2 separate regions of the Oryctolagus cuniculus genome follow, and region 2 is linked to region 1. The links are chromatin contacts, called in public Hi-C maps. All regions are on one chromosome and are shown on one strand. Each heading gives the region's core, a stretch centred on a gene start, on an enhancer-like site or on the middle of the called end of the contact. The rest is flanking DNA. Distances are from core to core; before and after follow the strand shown. Region 1 overlaps C19H16orf96 (chromosome 19 C16orf96 homolog). Region 2 holds the start of VASN (vasorin).

Region 1 (4,618 bases), core at 1,118-3,617:
GCCTGGCTCTTTTCACTGAGCGCGTTGTCCGCAAGGATCCTGTCTGCTGGGGCGGGTGTCAGAGGCTGGGGCGGGTGTCGGGGCTCTGTTCCTTTCACTCCCTTCTTTGTGTGGACTGGTCTTTACTTGATCCAGTCATCCCTGGTTGGGTTGGTTAAGATGCGCCTCAAGCAGAGAAAGCATGTTAGCTGAAGGGTGTTGGGTGTCTGTCGGGAGCCAAGGAACACCTGAATGTCCAGGCCATGATGGGTGGACAGCAGGGCCCAGCTGGACAGGCTCCTGAATCCTGCAGGCCAGAAGATAGCCCTTGTGCCTCTAAACTTCCACTTGCCAGCCTCTGGGTTTTAAGGTTATAATTTTTGTGCAAGAGAACGGCATCGCTGCATGACCCCAGGCCTTCTCATCTCCCCCCACCAGCCCAATCAGCCCTGGCCAGAAAATTAATACTAAGTGAGGGACAGGTATTTGGCCTAGCAGTTGAGGTGCCAGGTGGGACACCTGCAGCCCAGCTCCTGACTCCAGCTTCCTGCTGTGATGAATACCTGGGAGCAGCAGTGAGGACTCAGTACTTAGGTTCCTGCCGCCCACTGGGAAACCTGGGTTGAGTTCCTGGCTTCAGCTCAGCCCCAGCCATTGGGGGCATCTGGGAGAGAGAACCAGTGGATAGGAACTCTGTCTCTCGGCCTCTTAAGTATATGAAGAAGGAGCAAACCCTGAGTGAGAAAATGCGTGGGAAGTGCCAGCACATAGCTGCCCAAGTTCCAGGTGCCCCGTCTGGAGCTGCTGTTACTGCTGCTCAGAGATTGGCCTGAGCAGAGAAACCGACGTGCGTTGTGATCCCAGCAGTGCCAGGCTCCCTCCCCCTTCCCTGCAGGAACCCAGTCTGTCCAGGGCGGGACCCACACCAGGCAAGAGGCCAGACAGCAGTGTGAGTGAACCTTCCCCACTTCCCGGTGCTGAGTGAGGAGCCAGACAGCAGGACCAGGGGCTGTGTGCTTCCCGCTGCATGAAGCATCCAGAACAGGCAAATCCGCACACACAGATGCGTCCGTGGTTCCCAGGGCTGAGGGCAGGGACTTCCTTCTGGGAGACTCAGGCGTCTGGGACTGGACCGTGGTGCGTGGACATCATGCCGTCAAACTGAGCCCTTGACAGTGAGATGCATTTTACCACAGCAGTAGCAGAGACTGGCAGAATGCATTGTTTAAACATCAAACATAGGCCGGCGCCGTAGCTCACTAGGCTAATCCTCCGCTTTGCGGCGCCAGCACACCGGGTTCTAGTCCCAGTCGGGGCGCCGGATTCTGTCCCGGTTGCCCCTCTTCCAGGCCAGCTCTCTGCTGTGGCCCAGGAGTGCAGTGGAGGATGGCCCAAGTGCTTGGGCCCTGCACCCCATGGGAGACCAGGAGAAGCACCTGGCTCCTGCCATCGGATCAGCGCGGTGTGCCGGCTGCGGCGGCCATTGGAGGGTGAACCAACGGCAAAAGGAAGACCTTTCTCTCTCTCTCTCTCTCTCTCACTGTCCACTCTGCCTGTCAAAAAAAAAAAAAAAAAAAAGAAAAAGAAAAAGAAAAAAAAAGAAAACATCAAACATAATTAACCATATTTTATCTATAAGGGAAATGCATTTGATTCAGACATAAAAAAGTTGTAAGAGAAAGGATAGAAAAAGATACTCTGAGTGGGTTAGGATGCCCCGATCTAATACTGGAGTGCCTGGGTTTGATTCCTGGCTCCTGATCCTGATTCCAGCTTCCTGCCAGTGCACACCCCGTGGCGGTGGCTTAAGTGACTGGGCCCCTCCCACCCACATGAGAGACTTGGATTGGATTCTTGGCTCCTGGCTGCAACCTGGCCCATTCCTGGAACTCGTGGGCATTTGGGGGAATGAACAGCAGTGGAAGAACTCTGTGTGTATGACTCCCTCTGCCTCTAGGAGGGAGGAGGGGAAAGAAAGAAAGATAAAACCCTCTGTACGGGTAGGAGCCCAAACAAAGCTGGAGCTTTGGTGTCAGACAAGACAGGCTTGGGGCAGACACTGCTGCTGGGCAGGGCCAGGGCTGCAGCTGCGAGGCCAAGGCAGGTTACCGGCCTCGGGCAAGTAGGACACAGCTGTGCAGGGGGCTGGCTCCCCCACCCCCACCCCCGGCCCGCCTTGAGGGATGAAGGCTCTCGGGTGCCCTGAGCAGCTCAAGAGGGTGACCCACCCAGCTCCCCAAAGGGCTGGCAGACAGGTTGGGGCCTGGCTCTGCGGCCCTGAGAGGACTGTTTGTGCACCCAAGGAATGTCCCCAGCGTCTGAGAACACTGCCTGGTCCTAGCCTGAGGGAGGTTGCCCAGGGTTACCGCAATGGCCCATTGAAGGGGGTTGCCGTGGTAGCTGCTTAGCCGAGTGCAGCCGCCAGCAGTGAGGCTCACGGTGCGGTGCTGGTGCTGGTGCTGGGGTCACTTGATGCCACCCCTCCCCCCTCACTCTGGGCTGCCTGTGTTAGTGTCTCTGCCACCGTTACTAGGCACTCCTCATGGGGGTGGGGGACAGAAGCCCGCCTGCCTCAGCACCCACCCCAGGCAGGGCAGGTGATGCCTGAGGACCAGGGCGACCTCAAGGGGGCGCCTTCCCCTCACTGGGCAGGAGGCCTGAGGGGGCAGACCAAGGGCTGGTGCGATTGGTCAACACACTGCTGCACTGGGGGCTTTTGTGCTGTGATGGTTATCGGTAGCAGGGTTAGGTTCCAGCATTATGGGCGTTTTGAGCCAGCTAGTTCCTTGGAGTCTGGGACTGTCCTGTGGATTGTAGGATATTCAGCAGCGCCGTTGGTCTCTAGTGAATATCAGAGAGCACCCTCTGGTTGTGACAACCAAAAATGTCCCCAGACATTGCCTGGCGTCAGCTACCCCTAGTTGAGAACCGTTTGGTTAGAAAACTCAGCCTGCGCGTCTCACGCCTGCCTGTGCACCAGTGCCACCTAGTGGGGTATTTTAGAATTGCACCATGACTTTCCCCTCCCCCAGAAGCCCCCATTCAGCCTCTAGGAACAGCCTTGAATTTGTTTCAGGAAGCTGCCTTTGGAAGTTCCTGTGTGTCTGCGTGGCGCCTCAGTTTTCCCATTGGTACTGACGACTCTTAGCCAGCAGCAGGAGAGAAACTCATTCTGACACTGTTTCTGTAAAGTTTAAGGTCCCAATTTTAAGAAAAATTTTTAAAAGATTATTTATATTATTTGAAAGGAATATGGGGCTGGTGCTGTGGTGCAGCAGGTTAACGCCCTGGCCTGAAGCACCGGCATCCCATATGGGCACCCGTTCAAGATCCGGCTGCTCCACTTCCAATCCAGCTCTCTGCTATGGCCTGGGAAAGCAGTAGAGGATGGCCCAATTCCTTGGGCCCCTGCACCTGCGTGGGAGACCTGGAAGAAGCTCCTGGCTCCTGGCATCATTGGATCGGCACAGCTCTAGCTGTTGCAGCCAGTTGAGGGAATGAACCAGCGATTGGAAGACCTCTCTCTCTCTCTCTCTCTCTCTCTCTCTCTGCCTTTCCTCTTTCTGTGTAACTCTTTCAAATAAATAAATAAATCTTTAAAAAAGAAAGAAAGAAAGTTATAGAGACCGAAGGAGAGACAGAAAGTGAGATCATCCATTGGTTCAGACCCCAAATGGCGTAACAACAAGGACTGGGGCAGGCCGAAGCCAGGAGCATGGATCTCCATCCGAGTATCCTACCTGGGTGGCAGGGGCCCACGTACTTGAGCCACCCTCCGCGGCTTTCCCAGGTGCATCAGCAGGGAGCTGGATCTGGAGTGGAGCAGCTGGGACTCAGCTGGTGCTGACAGGTAGCAGTGCTGGTGTCACGAGTGGTGGCTTTGCCCACTGCACTACAATGCTGGCCCCGAGCCTTGGAATTTTTTTTAAGATTTATTTATTCATTTGGGAGGCAGAGAGAGAGAGCTCTTCCATGCACTGATTCACTCCCCAGATAGCCACAATAGCCAGAGCTGTGCCAATCTGAAGCCGAGCCAGGAGCTTCTTCCATATCTCCCACATGGGTGCAGGGGCCCAAGGACTTGGCCATCTGCTACTACTTTCCCAGGCCATAGCAGAGCGCTGGATTGGAAGAGGAGCAGCTAGGACTCGAACCGGCACCCATATAGGATGCTAGCTTACAGGTGGCAGCTTTACCCGCTACACCATAGCACTGTCCCCGTCTTATGGAATTTTAGCACGTCATTGTTGCTTTCCTGATTTCAGAATCCCCTCCCTGTCCCTGTTTTGTGCAGTACTTTGTGTATTGTACAAAGTAAACGACCAAACATTTACAGCAGTTTTTGAATGTTTCATCCTACCACTTAGGGGTGCAGAGAGCACTTTGGGGCCTTTCAGAATCGGGGCCCATGTTTCTGCACCAGCAGAACGAAGCCCACGGGGTGTCGTGTCTTCCTTCCCAGAGAGCTGCCGTGCTTGGGGGAGGGGGTTGCTACCATGCCTGTCTCCTGAGCTCTGCTGTGTGGGCGCCTGGGCCAGTCTAGCTGCTTGTGTGAGATGGAGTTTCTTCAGATCCCCTGATCAGGCCCCCGTGGCCTTCTTAAGCTCTGGACCCTAGTTCAGGTGCAGCGTTTGTGACG
Region 2 (4,552 bases), core at 670-3,169, 210 kb before region 1:
CAGCGGTGGTGAGCGCTGGTGCTGCCATGGCGTGCATGGGGGGGGCAGCCCTGTGAGGGGTGGGGGTGCCAACCCCCCGATAACACTCCTGCCGCTGGTGAGCTGTGGAGGGCCTGCAGCACACCTGCTGGGAAAGCAGCTTCAAGGCTACCTCACTGGCTCCTCCCTCCTGCCCAGACCCCCGGCATTGCCCCCGGTCCGGAGCAGCCTGGGCCCCTCGGATCTGCCCGTCATCCAGGCTGCTGCACCCCCCACAGAAGTTCCTGGGAACCAGCTTACAAGAGCAGGAGGTGACTCCTTGAAACCGCGCCAGGCAAGGCTGGACAACCTGGAGAGGGGTCCCCTGGAAGCGCCCCTTGAGCTTCTGTGTGGGTGGGGTGGTGTGAACCCAGGGTGCAGGACCGGAGGTGGAGACTCTCGCCAACGGGGTGTCTCCATCAGCGAGAACTGGCCACAAAGGTGCAAGGCTCCCGGGCCGGCAGGGATGTCCTGTGTCCCGGGGAAAGTGAGGCAACTGGTGCTTCGATGGCTTCAGAGGACATGTGGCACGGGTTCACCTCACCAGCAGCCACGCGGCACTGACCAAACTCACATTGCTCGGGACCAGTCTAGAACCTCGTGTGAGTGGGAAAGACAACAGGGAGTGGTGGGGCCTGGGCTGACCTGGAAGCCGGACCCTGACCCAGAGAGGGCAGTTCCCACCCAGCCTTAGCCAAGACTTCTGGTTCAACACAATGTGAAACCACCTAATGTTTCAAGGTTGGCAATGGCTTCAAAGGTTTAGAAACCCTCACACAGACCGAAGGAAACTCACTGGCAAGGCACAGGCTCCAATCCAGGAGGGGTGGAGCCCCCTGTCCTGGGGAGGGGTCACCTAGAAGGTGACCATCCCAGCCAGACCCCCCTTAGCGCCTTCAGGACAGCTGGAGAGAGGCCATCCTGAATTCTAGAAGCAGCAGAGTTCTCCAGGGACCATGCAGCGCCTCCCCCCCACCCACCCCCCGCTGCGGCCTAGCCTCCTGGGCACCCAAAGATGGGAGCAGGCCCAGCCAAAACCCTGGCTGCTGGCCGGCTGGGGGGGGGGGGGTACAAGTATCTAGAGCTCTCCGGAAGTCGGGAGCCAAGCTGGGTCCCCAAAGGCTCTGAGGCTTGACTGACCACAAATATGAGCAGACAGGGGTGTGCGTGTGTGTGTATGTGTGTGTGTGCGTGCGTGCTGGGGGGAGGGGCAGCAGAGCATTTTCCTGGAATCGTCTAAGGCAGGGGATTTTTATGGGCTAGTCCAGCCCCTGGCACATGCCCTTACTGCCCGATGATGGGCTCCTGTCAACTGCAGCCCAGGCCCCACCCCCTGGGCACAATCTGAACTTGAAGCTGCCAGGAACTGCAGGTCCTGTGCAGTCACCTCCCTTACTGCGTTGCAGTCTCCTGCCTCCTGGCTACGAGGACCCCAAACCCAGGCGTGGGCCTAGGTGGGCTTAGAGGCCGGCCCAGGAGTTCCTGAAATCGGGGTCAGCTACCAACAGTAACACGCAGAGAGGTTTCCCCTAAAAATTCAGGTGCCTGAGCCCCGCCGTGATCACCTGCCTGCACCTCCCTGGGCCGTGACTCTTCATTGCGCTCAGCATCTACTTGCTCCTCACACCAACGCAGAAACCCTCCCGCTGTCACTCAGCTAACCAGCGGCAGGCAGACTGGAGCCCGGGACTCCAGACTCGCGACCAGGACCACCAGGCCAGGCCAGATTCTTCTCACCGGGCTCAGGAGATGGCGGGGTGAGGACCAGGCCAGCCCGGCCCAATGACCCCCGTCCGCGGGGAGGGGGCGGGGCCTAGGCAAAGCCCTGCCCACTCCCCGGCCAATGCGTGGAGGCCCCGCCCCCGCTCGCGGCGGGCCCCGCCTCCCGGCTCTTAAGGCGCGACCCGCCCCCGGCGGGATGACTCCGGAGCCCGAGCCCGGGGCGGGGAGACGCGAGCGCGGCTACCTCGGGACCCCGGACCCCTCGGGCCCGGCTGGCCCGGAAGAACTGAGGCCGCGGCCACCCCGCCCGGCTCCCGCCGCCGCTGCTGCGTGGTGAGTGTCTGCGGGGCCGGGCGGCTGCGGGCGGGGACGCCGGGAACGCGACAGTCACGCGCGGACCCCCCGCGCGCACACGTACACGCACACGCACCTAGGGCGGGACCCCGGCCCCAGTCCTGCACAGCCACCTGCGCGGACCCGGGCGCGCGCGCCGCCCCTGTGCGCTTGCCCTGGCCGTCCCGGGGCGCCCCACGGCCGGCCAGGGTGTGCGTGTCCGCGGCTTACCGGCCCGCAAGGCTGCGAGCAGACAAAATAAACACCCCCTCCCTCGCTTCCTCCTCCCACGGCTGGGCCCTCCGGCAGGACCCGTTTTATGAATCAGACCTCTTTGAGGGGATGGCGAAGCCGCAGTCTTGGGTCACTTTTCCCTCCTGGGGTCAGACTGTCCGGGGGTCCTGGCAAGAGCAAGCTGCCCAGAGTCCTCTGGACCCCTGTCACTCAGAACAGAGGAGGGGGCCGCAAACGTGCAGCCCCCGGGAGGGGCAGGAAGGCCGGCAGGTATCTGATGCCGTCGCCCAGGTTGGAGGGAGCGCGGTTGAACAGGGGCCCTCAGGGCTGCAGGCGTCCGGGTGACCCCTCTCTGCCAGTGCTGGAGCAGGGGCTTCGCTTGGGTTGGCTTATGAACCTAGCGGCCTGGAACCAGCCTAGTCCTTTGTGTCCCTGGGCTGGCAGCACAGGGGCCCGAGGACTGCTGGGGTACCCTGTGGTCACTGACAAGCCTGCCCATTGGTGCCAGCCGCTCTGCCTCACCCCCGCTGGTTAACAATTACCACGCTAGGGCCACTGACCGCCTCTCCTGCTGGCGCCCAGAGGTGGATCTGCTGGGTAGAGGCCCCGGAGGTCTGGCTGTTCCCCTGGCTTGGAGGAAGGCACCAAGACACCGTGACCCACGGTCCCCATCCGTCAGGACAAGAGCCTCCTCAACTGTGGACAGGACCAAGCTCAAAGGTCCCTTCTGACAAGGTTGGGCCAGGGTGTCCATGCATGGAGAGGTGGGCAGGCTGGTGCCCCCGTGCAGGGTCCATGGGAGCTGGCCCCGCAGAGCTGGGGCCGGGGGTGGGGGAGGGGCCTGCAGTCCCCAGAGTTTACTGTCTTCTCCCTGGGGAATCGGCCCGAGCTTCTGTAAACAGAGTGTCAGAGGCAGGAAGAGGGCTCTGGAAATGAGCAGCCCCGCTGGATCCCCTCCAGGCCATTATCTTGCCTCTCCCAGCCCGGCAAGGGAGGACCAGCACCCACGTGCCAGCCTGGGGGCCCGGGCACTGCCTGTCCCCACTGCTGCAGATTAGAGACCTGTGGGTCCAGAGGGTCACATGGGGGTGGGGTGGCCGACTACCATCCCGTGGCGCCACTCTTCGCACTCTGGATATGGGAGAGGGGTGCCTTACACACCGCCCAGATCTGAGCTCACTCCAGGAAGGCCCCTCAGGGCAGGAGAGGGGTGTGATGGGTCCAGCTGCTGCCCCTGACACCCACACCAGCAGCCCTGGGGTGGGCGGCGGAGCTGGGACAAGAGAGTTAAGGCTAAGAGAATTAAGTCCCTGGAGGGACTTTTCAAGTGCACCCCACTACTGAGCGAGACAGCCCTACCAACAAGGGAAGCAGGGCTCCAGCTGGGCCCAGGAGGTAGCTGCCCCTTAGGCCAGCCAAACAGCTCCGCTCTGAGCGGAGGCGTCCCCGGCCAACGCCAGGCTCCAGGCTCATGGGGAGGGCAGCAAGGCTACCTCCCCGGGTTAGTGACCCCTTCAGGAGCGCCGCTTGGCTCTCCTCGGAGCCCCTCCTTAGACTGGGGAGCCCAAGGCTCTGCACTGCCAAGAAAGCCAGCTCCCCTCACGGCTGTGGAATTTGCGTGAGTGCTCGGAGAAGGGGAGGGTGGGGGAGAGAGAGAGATTGTGTGTGTGTGTGTGTGTGTGTGTGTGTGCAGGCGTGCGCGCCTGTGCCAGAGCGCGGCCAGTGGGCGTGTGTCTGGCGTGGGCGTGTGTCTGGGCACGTGACTGCAGCAGAACTGTTTGGGGGTGGGCGGGGGTGCTTGGGGAGCCCTGCACCGGGAGGGGCAGCCGCGCAGCCTCCTTCCTTTTATCGGTTTCCACATTCCAGAGTCAGCCTGGTTGATTTCCCTCCCTCACCGTCCAGGCCCTCCGGCCTCCCCCGCTTTTCCTCATTCCAGCTACGCTGGGTGTGAGGAGGCTGCAGGAGGCTCCTTCAGGCCACCTCGGTTTTGGGGGGCTTGGGGGTTTTGGGGTGGGGGAAGGCAAGGGACCAATTCTTTTCCAAGGCTGCGGACAGCCCCCACTGGACTCCTGGGGAATGCAATAAGGCTCTGACATTCCTGGAGGCTGCCTGAGAGATTTAATTAAGGAGGGAGGAGGGAGCTGGCTTACACTGAGGAGGGGCTGGGGCAGTCTTTGGGGCCTCTGCTGGCCCTGGCCCTGGGCCCTGGGCCCTGAGCCTGGCTGGGCAGCAGTGCAGGCTGTGG

What was found. Hi-C and Micro-C count contacts between places; a contact is called where the count stands out from the background.
Region 2: a contact with region 1 is called in a Hi-C map of an unstated tissue, with 3 times the contacts expected there. The contact joins the promoter of VASN here to the enhancer-like site in region 1. A contact is called at or near these places in 2 of 6 Hi-C or Micro-C datasets (ear pinna and an unstated tissue).

The regions. Positions count from the first base shown.
Region 1 is chr19:31,027,975-31,032,592 of mOryCun1.1, reverse strand. The region is part of intron 2 of C19H16orf96 (chromosome 19 C16orf96 homolog); the gene reads left to right. Among named protein-coding and RNA genes, the nearest start is that of CDIP1, 34 kb to the left of the region's middle. Within about 2 kb of position 2,367, at least 1 of the 8 cell types and tissues checked has an H3K27ac peak or open chromatin away from gene starts, as enhancers often do.
Region 2 is chr19:31,241,863-31,246,414 of mOryCun1.1, reverse strand. It overlaps VASN (vasorin), which reads left to right and starts at 1,919. Exons shown (of 2, transcript XM_051836286.2): 1 at 1,919-2,073. All of the region lies in intron 9 of CORO7 (coronin 7), which reads right to left.